Linked DNA regions of Sus scrofa: regions 1 and 3 are each linked to region 2. The links are chromatin contacts, called in public HiChIP or PLAC-seq maps. All regions are on one chromosome and are shown on one strand. The core of a region is the stretch at or near the end of the contact, and the rest is flanking DNA. Distances in the headings are between cores, read along the strand shown.

Evidence for each region. HiChIP or PLAC-seq counts read pairs in DNA pulled down with a chosen protein or histone mark.
Region 1: a contact with region 2 is called in an H3K27ac HiChIP or PLAC-seq map of skeletal muscle, with 7 times the contacts expected there. The contact joins two enhancer-like sites. A contact is called at or near these places in 4 of 47 Hi-C or Micro-C datasets (embryonic fibroblasts, liver and skeletal muscle) and 1 of 2 datasets of contacts at active chromatin or transcription factors (skeletal muscle).
Region 3: a contact with region 2 is called in an H3K27ac HiChIP or PLAC-seq map of skeletal muscle. The contact joins two enhancer-like sites. A contact is called at or near these places in 1 of 47 Hi-C or Micro-C datasets (skeletal muscle) and 1 of 2 datasets of contacts at active chromatin or transcription factors (skeletal muscle).

Annotation. Positions count from the first base shown.
Region 1 is chr9:106,049,409-106,054,185 of Sscrofa11.1, reverse strand. All of the region lies in intron 1 of LOC110255500 (a long non-coding RNA gene), which reads right to left. Among named protein-coding and RNA genes, the nearest start is that of SYPL1, 67 kb to the right of the region's middle. Within about 2 kb of position 2,710, at least 15 of the 83 cell types and tissues checked have an H3K27ac peak or open chromatin away from gene starts, as enhancers often do. A contact at or near this core is called in skeletal muscle, where this site is marked.
Region 2 is chr9:106,292,151-106,296,744 of Sscrofa11.1, reverse strand. No RefSeq gene overlaps it. Among named protein-coding and RNA genes, the nearest start is that of NAMPT, 130 kb to the right of the region's middle. Within about 2 kb of position 2,379, at least 10 of the 83 cell types and tissues checked have an H3K27ac peak or open chromatin away from gene starts, as enhancers often do. A contact at or near this core is called in skeletal muscle, where this site is marked.
Region 3 is chr9:106,122,933-106,127,115 of Sscrofa11.1, reverse strand. The region is part of intron 10 of NAMPT (nicotinamide phosphoribosyltransferase); the gene reads left to right. It overlaps LOC110255500 (a long non-coding RNA gene), which reads right to left. Exons shown (of 2, transcript XR_002335906.1): 2 at 1-4,183. Among named protein-coding and RNA genes, the nearest start is that of NAMPT, 37 kb to the left of the region's middle. Within about 2 kb of position 2,260, at least 2 of the 83 cell types and tissues checked have an H3K27ac peak or open chromatin away from gene starts, as enhancers often do. A contact at or near this core is called in skeletal muscle, where this site is marked.

The DNA of each region.
Region 1 (4,777 bases), core at 1,461-3,960, 240 kb after region 2:
TACTGAGCCCAGAAGCGAGGGCTCCCATCCACACAAAATCTGTACATGAATGTTCACAACAGCTTGATTTCTACGGCCAAAAAATAACAGGTAAATGGATAAACCACCCGTAAGATACCCGCACAATGGAATACCACCCAGCAATAAAAAGGAATAAGCTGTTGATATACACAACGTTGATGAGTCTCAAAATAATAATGCTGGCTTTAAAAAAAAAAAAGTCAAAAAAAAAAAAAAAAACACATACAAACTGTATGATTCCACTCCTACAAAATTGTTTAAAGTGCAAACTATAGTGGCAGAAAGCCCTGTTCACTGAAGGCTTTAATCAGCTTGCCAGTGCGATAGCTCAGAAGGAACAGTAGTTGCATCAGAATAACCTGAAGCTTGTGAAAATATAGATTCCTGGGCCCCTTGCCTAGAGAGGCCAGCTCAGGAGATCTGAGAATGTGTGTTTCTAACAACCTCCCAAGTGCTGCTGGTGACTGAGAGATCACGCTTTGAGGACCATTCTTTGTTTCACCTTTTCCCCTTCTCAGCTACAGCTTCAGCCTTCAGCCACTTGCCTTGCCATCTTTGGGGTGAAAATGTCAGGTAGTGCATGCCTCCCCAGACCCTCCTTTTAAGACCCTGCTCCTCATTCCCTGGCCACAGGGAGTGTAAGGCACCTCTGCCTGCATTAACCTCAGTAAACTAGGTGCTTAGAGACTTTCTGTGCAGCTCTGAGCATCAAGAACACAGAGAACACATGCAGATCATCCTCCAAAGCAGTGGTGAGACACACAAGACGGAAGCCTTCACTGCCCTCTGGGCTTCTGGCTGCTCACAAGAGTGAAGCTGCCATCACCGCCAGGGCAGTCGGCTGGATGCTTGGCATACTCGCAGCCTGCAGGCAATGTCCAGAGAATGTGTAGTGCTCCAGGTATGCACAACCACACAGGCAGGTGGGGTGAGGAGGTGGGGCTGTAGAGGAAACAGGGGAGGAGCCTGGAGGGTTCCTACACAGGTGAGGGTTGCTGGGATCTCCCAGCCTGTTACCTCCCAGAGGCCGGTAAGACCACCACAAGTACTCACAACCCCTCAGAGACATTAGGTCCCAGAAATGTAGGGCAAGGAACAATGGGTTAACTAATGCTTTTGTTTTTTCATTCATTCATTCATTCATTTCATTCAACAAACATTTGCTTCAGCTTCCAATATATTGGGCTCAGGGATAGATCTTGCGACCAAAGAGGAATAAAACATAATCGATCCCTCTCAAGTTGTTCACAGTTTGGTAATAGCAGCTGGACAAGAAACAGGCAGACCCAATGAAGCACCTTGAGAGGCAGTACACTCCATGGTTATGAGTTCTAGAGCCAGAACACCCAGCTCCAAATCCGGCGTGACCTTGGGAAAGTCACTTAAATTCTCTGAGTCTCTGTGGCCTTATCTGTAAAACAGGGACAACAGTAGTGCCCGCCTCATAGGTTGGTCTGGTGCAAGATCTAAATGAGTTAATACATGCAAAGTGTTTAAAATGTACCTGGGGCTGAGTCCTGGCTGCTGGATCTAGTCAGTACTGGCATGACAAAGAGAAAGATGCCGAGGACACCAGAGGAGAGGTCAGGAACCCAGACCTAAAACTAACAACCTCAGAGCAGCAACTTGCCTTCTGGAACAAAGCATATCCAAAGAGAAGACCATAAGCCCCTTCCAATGTGAGAGCTGTGGGCTGGAGGTGCCAGCCAGTGGACATCTACTAAGCACCCTGAGTTCAGGCACACTGGACACAACAAACAGGAGAATTTCTCCTCCCTTGGACATGAAGGAGTTAGGAAAAGAGGGAAGACCCTCTCCATTTCACTTGGATTCATAGGAGGTTTGACAATATCTCATGGCCAAGGACAGTAGTTGAGAACAGCCAGGGATGGTTCCCCTGCTCAGGCAGGCCCCTCCTCCACCCAGGCCCCAGTTCCTGGAGCTGCATCCTCCCTCTCTGTGCATCTCCTCCCCTCTACACCCCTACGGTGCCACTGCTCCATCTCTGGTCCCATGTTCCTCTTCTATTTGTAACCACCACTGAGAAGCTGCCATCATGCACATTACACTTGCCCTCTTAGCCAGGGGGCCTACCAACCCCACACACTCACTGGCTGGGAACTTTCATGGAGCTATGGGCCAAAGCTTTAGGGAACACAGCCCCGTCCATGAAGACCCAGGTCAAGAAAGGACACCGGACACATGAGCACCAGAGCTCAGAGCAAGGCTGGCAGCTCCATGGACACTGATTCAGGGGCAAGCAGGCCAGGAGGGAGCCCTTGCTGTGTGAGACCGAATATACTCTCCTCTCAGCTGCCAGCCAGGGGTGGCCCTGGCATGAGGGTCACCCTCAGTGGTCTCCAGCTCATGATCTTGCAGCACTCACTCGCCCTGAGGGTGACATTAAGGAGAAGGGAGAAATGATGGCAAGTCCAGAAAGTCCCCAGGGTCTTAACCTTGTGCTGTCTTACTCTCTGCCACTTCTTGCCTTCTCCTTTCTCCCCACTTTCAATTTAATAAAAAAAAAATGTGGGAGGGACCAAGCACCTCGAACAACATGGATGCTAATTTCAATCCAAAACATTGGGTGTGAACCCTGGCCAACCGCCCTCAGTAAGTGCCAGCCACCTTATGCCTCTACAGCTGAAAATACCCAAGCATCTGACCAAGCAGCTGCAGCTAAATTTGGCTCTGGCAAGCCCGGGGGCTGGAATGGGTACTAGAAGCAGCAGAATGGACCTAGGGATGCAGGTGCAAGAGCCTCTGGCTACAGACAACATCCAGTGTCTTGACAGTGACAACACCTGGAGGGAAGTCAGCAAGGGAAGGAAAAGGTGGAAGGTGAGGTTCAAGGCCCCAAGGCAGTGGTATTGCCAGGACCCATCAGCCTGGTGCTGCCATCAGCAGATACCAGGCAGGTAGCATGGGTGAGTAAAACATGACGATGGAAAGAAAAGCGAATGGTAGCAACTGTGATGAATTGAGATTTAGATTTTTAAGTAACACCATGTCAGCCAAGTAAAATCCTGCCTTAGATGAGTGTGACATCCAGGCCTAGCTGTGTGGCGGAGGCAATCCCAAGGTGATTTTCCACCGATGGCCACTCATCCTTTGTTTCTTCAGCCTCCTGTTAAAATGCAGACTGTGGGTATAAGTTTCTTAGCTAACTCGATTATTCTTACTGATCCCTTTGTTTAAGAAAGAAAAACAAAAAAGAAATAATCGGCATGCAGAATAAATTGGTAAAGTAGCATTTATAAATACATTCAGAATTAATTAAATGGTACCTGGATAAAGCAGCAGTTGCTGAATGAAAAGAACATGTGGCTTGGAGTCAGACAGGCTTGTGTTTAAATCCTGGCTCTGCTACCTACTAGGAAATTAATTAACTTCCCTAAGCTGCAGCTTCCACATCGGGAGAAAGGAAATAGCATGCCTGTCGTGGATTGCTATGAAGATTAAATAAAACAATCCAGGATAGTGTTTGACATGAGACAATTCATGCTCAATAAATGTTGTATGAACTTTAATCATCTGAGAGCCAGGTTCTGCAGGACAGGGACTAAGGCGGGCAGGGGAGGAGGAGGGTGGAACAGCCCTTCACCCCTGCCAGAGCTCTCCTGGAGCCTTGCTCCCAGCAGGGTCAGGCCTCAATTCGAGCCAGCTTCTGAGCCACATGGGGCTACACTGCCCCCCTGTGCCCATTAGCTGCACTGCAGCTGCACTTGAGTTACACATCACCTCTCCTCTCTGAGGAGTATCAGGCCTGTAGAATTACTTTACCCCTTTCTCTACTTCTTGTGAGCCCCTCATGCTGTCTTATGCTGAGTTGGCTGGTTGCTGAAGATAATCATCTGAAACTTCAACAGCCTAACTTTTCCAATCTCCCAAGCAAGCTGCCCAGACTGGAGAGCATTTGTTTAGCCTCCCTGATCCAGTGCTAAGGCAGATTTCCAGCCCTGATGGTTACTGGGGTCCCCTGGAGAGATAGTAAAATAGATATCCATTTGTACCTTACAACCACTCCAGACCTATGGAAGCAGAATCTGAGGGTGAACTGGAAAATCCATACAGAAAACAAACAAACCTCAAGGGATATCAAATTCAGCTAATTTTAAAAATGCATTGTTTTAGCCACTTATTTTGCTTCCCCATCACCTCATGGGTGTGCCTTGGCTTTGTAAGGAAATACAAGCAAGAAAATACAGTGCCCTCTGCACTGAAAATTAGCATTCTCGGAGTTCCCGTTGCAGCGCAATGGAAATGAATCCGACTAGTAACCTTGAGGTTGTGGGTTTGATCCCTGACCTCGCTCAGCGGGTTAAGGATCCAGCATTGCCGTGAGCTGTGGTGCAGGTTGCAGATGCGGCTCGATACTACGTTGCTGCGGCTGTGGTGTAGGCCAGCAGCTACAGCTCTGATTGGACCCCTAACCTGGGAACCTCCATATACCGCAGGTGCAGCCCTAAAAAGCAAAAAGAAAAAAAAGAAAAAGGAAACTGGTATCCTCATGTAGCTGGAAAAGCAAGGAATGAGGAGCCAGGTAAGAAAAGGGGTAGACAGAGAGCAAGAGGCACCAAGAAAGACAAAGAAGGGCAGAAATGGGGGAAGGAAAACAGGCACAAGCACACGCACACACTCACACACACGCAGCCAGAAGAAGATGAGGAAGAAAGGGAGAGAAATGAGAAAGGAGTGGAATAAAGGCCGGAACATTTTCATGACTGTAACAACATTTTGTAAGGCAAGAGATAAC
Region 2 (4,594 bases), core at 1,130-3,629:
AGCAAAGAAATGGCAGTTCTTTTCTTTTTTTGCTTTTTAGGGCCACTCTGAGGCCTATGGAGGTTCCCAGGCTAGGGATCCAATCAGAGCTACAGCTGCTGGCCTATAGCACAGCTGCAGCAACACCAGTTCTGAGCAAGCCATGTCTGTGACCTACACCATAGCTCACAGCAACACTGGATCCTTAACCCACTGAGCGAGGCCAGGGATCGAACCTGCATCCTCATGGATACTAGTCAGGTTCGTTAATCGCTGAGCCACAACGGGAGCTCCGTTTTTTACTTAATCTGTTTAGATGTTTCGAATGTGCCCAAAGTAAAATCTTTCCTATAGACAAGGCCAAGGGAAGGACTGGGACTAGGTGGACCCTCATGGATCCACCCCACCAACAACTACGATCCAAATTAAAATGTCCAGAGTGGACAGAACTGATCCCCCTGTGGTGCAACGGGGTTGGGAGTGTCTTGAGAGCACTGGGACGCAGTTCCAGCCCTGGCCCAGCACAGTGGACTAAGGATCTGGTGTTGCCACACCTGAGGCTTTGGTCACACCTAACGGCTGGGATCTCAGCCCTGGCCCAGGCACTCTGTATGCCGCAGGGTGGCCAAAAAGAAAAACAAAACAAAACAGAATAGGTAGAGCAGAAAAGAGCCCATATCTGTCTGGGCAACACACACACACACACACACACACACACACAGTCCTCTTCTCTCTTCAGCATAGAAAGGCCTGAGAAATTGCAAGCTGACCTGTGGTCGCCTTTGGCCCATTAGAAATTCAAATCTGCTGTAATTAGACATCTCCAAGGATTTCCAAGGCCCAGAGTGTTATAGAAGCTTAGAGCCAAAAGTATTCCCAGGGCGACAGAACAGAGGGCGAGACAGTAGACAGATTTGAGGGCAGAAATCAGCTTAGGTATTTGAGACACTACAGAGACCTGCCTGGGAAAATAAAAGAATAACGTTTATTAAGACCTGATACTTACCTAATCCTGTGCTCTCCTGTGCACCTCATTTCGTTCTCAAGTAGCTCTAGGGGTAGGTGTTTTAGTTCTGTTTCACAAGTAAGGAAACCAAGGCTTAGACAGGGTGGTGTTTCTCCAAGGTGACCCAAACAGTAAAAAACAAACAAAACCAAAAAAATAAAATATTTTGGCAAAAAAAAAAAAAAAAAGAACCAGGACTTGAAATCCAGGTCTTCAAGGACACAAGGTCTGCACCCACCCGAGTGCATACAGATGCGCACCTGTATTTTGGCAGAGGCAATGTCTACTAAGTTCTGGGCTCTGTCTTAAGTACTTGACAAATATTAACTCCCTTAATACTCACAGTGACCCTAGGACATAAGCATCACCATTATTCCTAGGTCCTAGGGGAGGAAATTGAAGCAAATAGAGATTATGGGGGTTGCTAGGACCCCATATCTAGGGGCACAGCCAGTGGCCTGGCCAGGAGCCCTTCCTTCTCATTATCTCCCTGCAGAGCCTCTACATGAAGGGAAGTACATTTCCTGAGCACTTACTCTAGGCCAGGGCCTGCTGGGACAGTTTGGAGAGCTGTAAATTTATTACTGTTAGCTTATGTGGTCAGTGAGTATAGATGCTAAAGGCCTCTGAAGACCATGTGGCGGCTAGATTATAAGCCTGACTCTGGAGTCAGACCCTGACGTTCACTTGATCCGTGACTTTGAGTCAGTGCTCTAACCTTTCAGTGGCTCTTTCCTCATCTGTAAGGTGAGAACCATCATGGTTTCGACTTGAGACTAGGGGTACAGATTAGTTATTTTTGCATCACATGCTTAGCATAGTGGCTGGTAGTAGAAAGTGCTGGAGGTTGTTTTTTTTTTTTAAAGGCGAGGGGAGGAGCTGGCACACAAAGTACAGGGCTCAGAGGGGTCCTGGTGAAATTCTGAGCTGGAGCCCAAGCGTCCAGGTCAGCATCTATACAGCGCTGTGGCTGTGGTTTCCATCTCCTGCAGGGTCCCTCCCTACCAGCTGGCCTTTGGCAGGTCCAGCCTCATAAGAGCCCTGGCCAGCCATTGCTATTTTAAGCTGGGGAGATGAATTGGCTCTCTCCTGAGAAATAAGCTAAAAGTGGAAATGAACAGTAAGGAGGAGGCTGCAGCAAGCCAGAAGAACCTTGTCCACCCCAGACCAGAGAGCCTGTCCTGGATAGGGGCTCAGACGCTGCCCTCCTTGATACAGAACCCTGACGGCCTGGCAGTTAATCAGCATTGCCAGGCCATTTGACATGGCAGGAAGTAATAAATGATTCTGTAGATCCAGTGTAACCACTTTGTGTCAAGGCCAGGACTGTGCCTGAAGGGCCCTCCTGGCAACCTGCAGACAGGGGAGTGAGGCTGATAGCAGCACAGCCATCACCAGTCTGGTGCTTACTCCTCCACCTTCTGCCCAGCCTGGGCTGCCTTCCCCGTATCAGAAACCCTGAGGCCCTGGAGATTTGCTTCATGGAGTCAGAATGTATGAGTGGAGAGGGCCAGCACAGGTAGGAGCTCTTATCCATTTTATCTTTCTCACAGACCAGAGGACCACAGTTGCAAAGCTTTAAGCATACGCCGGGCAAAATCAGACTTACATTTTATTTCTTTTTTTAATTTTATGATGATTTTTGGTTTTTCATTATAGCTGGTTTACAGTGTCCTGTCAATTTTCTACTGTACAGCAAGATGACCCAGTTACACATACATGTATATATTCTTTTTTCTCACATTATCATGCTCCATCATAAGGGACTAAGATATGGTTCCCAGTGCTGTACAGCAGGATCTCATTGCTTATCCACTCCAAAAGCAATAGTTTGCATCTACTAACCCCAAATTCCCAATCCATCCCACTCCCTCCCCCTCCCCCTTGGCAACCACAAGTTCTCCATGTCCATGATTTTCTTTTCTGTGGAAAGGTTCATTTCTGCTATATATTAGAATCCAGATATCAGTGATATCATATGGTATTTGTCTTTCTCTTTCTGACTTCACTTAGTATGAGAGTCTCTAGTTCCATCCATGTTGCTGCAAATGGCATTATTTTGTTCTCCTTTATGGCTGAATAGTACTCCATTGTGTATATATACCACATCTTCTTAATCCACTCATCTGCCTATGGACATTTAGGTTGTTTCCATGTCTTGGCTATTGTGAATAGAGCTGCAATGGACATGCGGGAGCCTGGGTCTTTTTCAAGGAAAGTTTTGTCCACATATATGCCCAAGAGTGGGATTGCTGGGTCATATGGTGTCCTATATTTAGTTTTCTAAGTTACCTCTATCCTGTATTCCACAGTGGTTCTACCAATTTACATTCCCACCAACAGTGTAGAAGGGTTTCCTTTTCTCCATACCCTCTCCAGCATTTGTTATTTGTGGACTTATTAACGATGGCCATTCTGACCAGTGTCAGGTGGTACTTCATGGTAGTTTTGATTTGCATTTCCCTAATCATCAGTGATGTTGAGCATTTTTTCATGTGCTTGTTGGCCATCTGTATATATTCTTTGGAGAAATATCTATTCAGGTCTTTTGCCCATTTTTCAATTAAGTTGTTGGCTTTTTTGCTGTTGAGTTGTATAAGTTGTTTGTATATTTTAGAGATTAAGCCTTGTCAGTTGTATCATTTGAAGATTTTTTCTCCCATTCTATAAGTTGTCTTTTTGGTTTTTTTTTTTTTTTTTTTATGGTTTCCTTTGCTGTGCAAAAGCTTGTCAGGTTGATTAGGTCCCACTGGTTTATTTTTGCTTTTATTTCTGTTGCTTTGGGAAGGAACAGACTTGCATTTTAAAGGGTGGAGGCTCTGGTTGCTGTGTGGAGAATGTGTTAAATGAAGGGAGCTGAATTTTGAGTCTAGTGCAGTGTCTGGGTGAGAGGCCATGGTGGACTCAGGTGGGGATGATGGAATCCAGAGAGATATGATGGCATTTAAGGGGGTCCTGACAAATAAGTGCATCTCCATTTATCAAGTTTTTCAGAGCAGCAACATTGAAAAGCCACACAGTCAACACAAAGAAGAAATCTCAGATCTCGTGCCAGCCAAAGTACAGATCTCAAAGCTCCCTGGGAGTTATCAGAAAATTCTTGGTGCTTTATTTGCAAACTTGTCAGAAATGTGGTCCAGACAGTGAGCAACTGAAGATGATTGTGTGACTAGAAAGAGTTGGAAAGGAATTAGGCTAGGAATTCTGTGAGTTTCAGCACCTTGCAGATCCTTCCCTGCCCAGCATCCTTAGAGCAGAGCATCAGGACCTTGACCACAGAGGCCACATGTCTCAAAAAATGCCAACCCAATTCTTTTTTTTTTTTTCTTTTTACACGCGCACCTGTGGCATAAAGGAATCTCCAGGGCCTGAGGTCAGATATGAGCTGTAGCTGCAGCTGCAGCTTACACCACAGCCACAGCAACACCAGATCCTTAACCTACTGAACAAGGCCAGGGATCGAACCTGCATCCTCAAAGAGACAACATCGGGTCCTTAACCCACGGAGCCACATGGTGCCAAGCAAATTCTGAGTATTCCTAGTATTTTACCGTAATCTCTGGAAAAGTATGGAACTGTCAGTAATCAGTTTAAGAGGAAAGAGTGAGA
Region 3 (4,183 bases), core at 1,011-3,510, 170 kb after region 2:
TATACCTTCTTTTCAAGAGTACCTATGGAAAATTCTCCAGGATAGTTCGCATGCTAGGTTCACAAAGGCTCAGTAAATTTAAGAAAATCAAAATCATCATCATAAACTTCTTAACCACAACCCTATGAGATTAGAAATCAACTGCAAAGCTCACAAATACGTGGAGGCTAAATAATATGCTACAGAACAACCAGTGGATCACCAAAGAAGTTAAAGATGAGATTAAGAAATAACCTTGAGGCAAATGAAAATTGAAACAGAACAATCCTGTCTGTGGTACACAAAAAAGCAGTTCTAAGAGAGAACTTTATAGCACAAGACTACCTCAGGAAACAAAAGAAAATTCTCAAGCAACCCAATGTTAAACCTAAAGTAACTAGAAAAAGAAAACCAGACAAAACCCAGTTAATAGAAGAAATCAGATCAAAATGAGACCCAAAAAAAGGAGAAAAGATGAATGAAACTAAGAGCTGGCTCTATGAAAAGATAAGCAAAATTGATTTAAAAAAAGGGGGGGGGCCCAAATCAATATAATCAGAAATGGAAAAGGGGAAGTTACAACCAGCTCCACAGAACTGCATAGGACATTAGTGATTACTGTGAACAACCCTATGTCAATATAATACATAATCCAGAAGAAATGGACAAATTCCTAGAAGTGTACAATCTCCCAAGGTCAAATGAGGAAGAAAAATATGAACAGACCAATTACCAGTGATTAAACTGAATCAGTAATTAAAATACTTCAAACAAACAAAAAAGGCCAGGACCATCCAAATGGCTTCACAGGTGAATTCTGCAAACATGCAAGTGCTTACACCTGTTTCTTCACAGACTGTTCCAGAAATTGCAAAGGAAGGAACATACCCCATCGAATTCTACAAGAATAGAATCATCCTGATAACAAAAAAAAAAAAAAAAAACATCTCAGAAAAGAGAACGTTACAGGCCAACATCACCAATAATCACAGATGCAAAAAAAAAAAATCCTCAACAAAATAATAGCAAAGCAAACCCAACAATGCATTAAAGGGATTATACAGCAGGGCCAAGTGGCATGTATCCCGAGGATGCAAGGATGGTTCAGTATCCACATATCATTGTGATCTACCAATTAACAAGATAAAGAATAAAAATCATGATTATCTCAATAGATGCAGGAAAAAAAAAACTTGACAAAATACGACATCCATTCATGATAAAAGCTCTCAACAGAGTGGGTAGAGAGGTGACATACTTCAATATAAAAAATAGCCTTAGATGGTAAGCCTATAGCTAACATCATACTCAGTGCTGAAAACATTTCCTCTAAGATCAGAAACAAGACAAGGAAACAACACATCCTGACCACTTTTATTCAACATAGTATTGGCAGTCTTAGTCACAGCAGTCAGACGTGACAAAGAGATAAAAGGAATTCAAGTTGGAAAGGAAGAAAATTGAAAGTGCTTGCAAATGGCATGGTATTATCCCGTAGAAAATCCTAATGTCACCACCAAAAAACTAGAGCTCATCAGTGAACTTGGTCAAGTTGCAGCATATAAAATTATTATACAGAAATCAGCTGCATTTCTATACACTAAATAATAAACTATCAAAGAGAAATGAAGCAAACAATCCCATTTACAATCATATTAAAAAGAGCAAAATACTTAGGGATAAATCTAGTTAAGGAGATAAAAGATCTATACTCAGAAGACTCTTAAGACACTAATGAAAGAAATTGAAGATGACACAAACAGATGGAAAGATATACTGTGTTCCTGGATTGGAAGAATTAATGTTAAGTGACTATTTCCCAAGGCAATGTACAAATTTATTGCAATCCCATTGGTATCAAAATACCAATGGTATTTTTCACAGAACCAGAACAAATAATTTTTTTTTTTTATGACCACACCTGTGACATGTGGAAGTTCCCAGGCTATAGGCTGTATTGGAGCTGCAGCTGCAGGACAGTGCTACAGCCATACCAGATACAGGTCGCATCTGCAACCTCTGCCACAGCTTGTGGCAAGGCCAGATCCTTAACCCACTAGTGGGGGGCAGGAATCAAACCCACATCCTCGTGGACACCATGTTGGGTTCTTAACCCACTGAGCCGCAACGAGAATGTCCTAGAACAAATAATTTTAAAATTTGTATGGAAACACAAAAGGCCACAAACAGCCAAAACAATCTTAAGACCAACAGGGCAGGAGGTAACACATTCCCTGACTTCAGACTGTACTAAATAGCTACAATCATCAGGAGTATGGTACTGGCACAAAAACAGACACGTAGGTCATTGGAACAGAAATAAACCCACACATATGGTCAGGTAAACAGCTAATGGCGTGGTGCAGTGGTTAATGAATCCAACTGGGAACCATGAGGCTGTGGGTTCAATCCCTGGCCTTGCTCAGTGGGTTAAGGATCCTGTGTTGCCGTGAGCTGTAGTGTAAGTTGCAGACGCGGCTCGGATCCTGCGTTGCTGTGGCTCTGGCATAGGCCAGCATCTACAGCATGAGATATCACCTCACACCTGTCTGAATAGCTGTCATCAGAAAGACCACTAAAAATAGAACTACCACATGATCCGGTCCTGTGTATTTATCCAAAAAAAAGGAAAACACTAATATGAAACCTGTATGCACCCAATGTTATATTGGCATGATTTACAATAGCAAGATATAGAAGCAAGCTAAGTGTCCATCAGCAGATGATTGGATAAAGAAGGTGTGGTATATATACACAATGGAATACTACTCCGCCATAAAAAGAACAAAATTTTACCATTTGCAACATCATGGATAGACATGGGAGAGGGTATTATGCTATGTGAAATAAGTCAGACAAAGAAAGACATACATATTATCTGTATGTGGAATATAAAAAGTAAAAAATATGAATATAACAAACCATAAGCAGAGAACAAATTAGTGGTTACCAGTGGGGAGAAAGAGGGAAGGGAGGAGGAACAATATAGAAGTAGGGGATTAAGAAGTACAAGCTACTATGTATACAATAAGCTATAAAGATATATTGTATGGCACATGGAATATAGCCAGTATCTTTTAATAACTTTAAGTTGACTATAATCTATAAAATATTCAATCACTCTGTTCTCCACCTGAAACTGATAATATAAATCAACTATACTTCATTTTTAAAAAAAACAGAATATAGGAAAAGAAACAACATAATGACAAAAATTTTAGATAATGCTATGTGCTCCTCACCTTCAGATGAGATGGAAAACACATAACAGATTACTTCCATGGATTTTTCCAGAGAAACTAGAGGCAGATAATTCCTTAGTGAAACAGAAATGGCTTTACCAGACCCAAAAGGGAATTTAGTCTTAATTCTCTTAATTTATCTTTGTAACCCTGTACAGATCAAATGTTACATGTATCAGTGTTACATATACACAGTCTTTAAATCAGTGACTGTGCACTAGTCAAGAAATCAGTATCTACATATGTTTCTATTTTGGGATTGGTTACTTATTTTTAGGATTGGCTTTGCCTGCTGAAGACCAGACCTTGTTGTGATTAGCAGGTTTATTAAATTGCACATTGGCAGGTTTAATTGCAGTTGAATCTGTTGGACAGGAACAAGGGAAGGTCTGGGAGGCTTTCCTTGCTGATCTGTTAGTCATGATTCTCAGCAACAGCTATGGTTCTTGAGGACAACCAAGCAGTAAGCATCTTCTACCTGGGGAAAAAAAAAAGACATGAGTCAACTAGCTTTGTTGGTTTTTTCTTTAAGGAAATTTTTTTAAGAATGTAATACTTAGGAGTTCCCATTGTGGCTCAGTGGGTTAAGAACCTAACTAGTATCCTTGAGGATAAGGGTTCAATGCCTAACCTGACTTAGTGGGTTAAGGATCTGGTGTTTGCAGCAAGCTGCAGCATAGGTCACAGATGCGGCTTGGATCTGCCGTGGCTGTGGCTCTGGCTCTGGCTCCTAGCCTGGGAACTTCCATGTTCTGCTGGTGCAGCCCTAAAAAGACCAAAAAAAAAAAAAAAGTAGTATTTAGATAATTCCTTTTCATGAGAAGTTAAATATCTCTACATCCCATTTTAGATCATGCCTTGCTCCTCTGCCTGCTCCACCAGCGTTATTTGTGTATGAAATCGTTTCATAATTTGAACACTATGAACATCTCTGTGTATTTGACCTATCAGTGTAATTCATC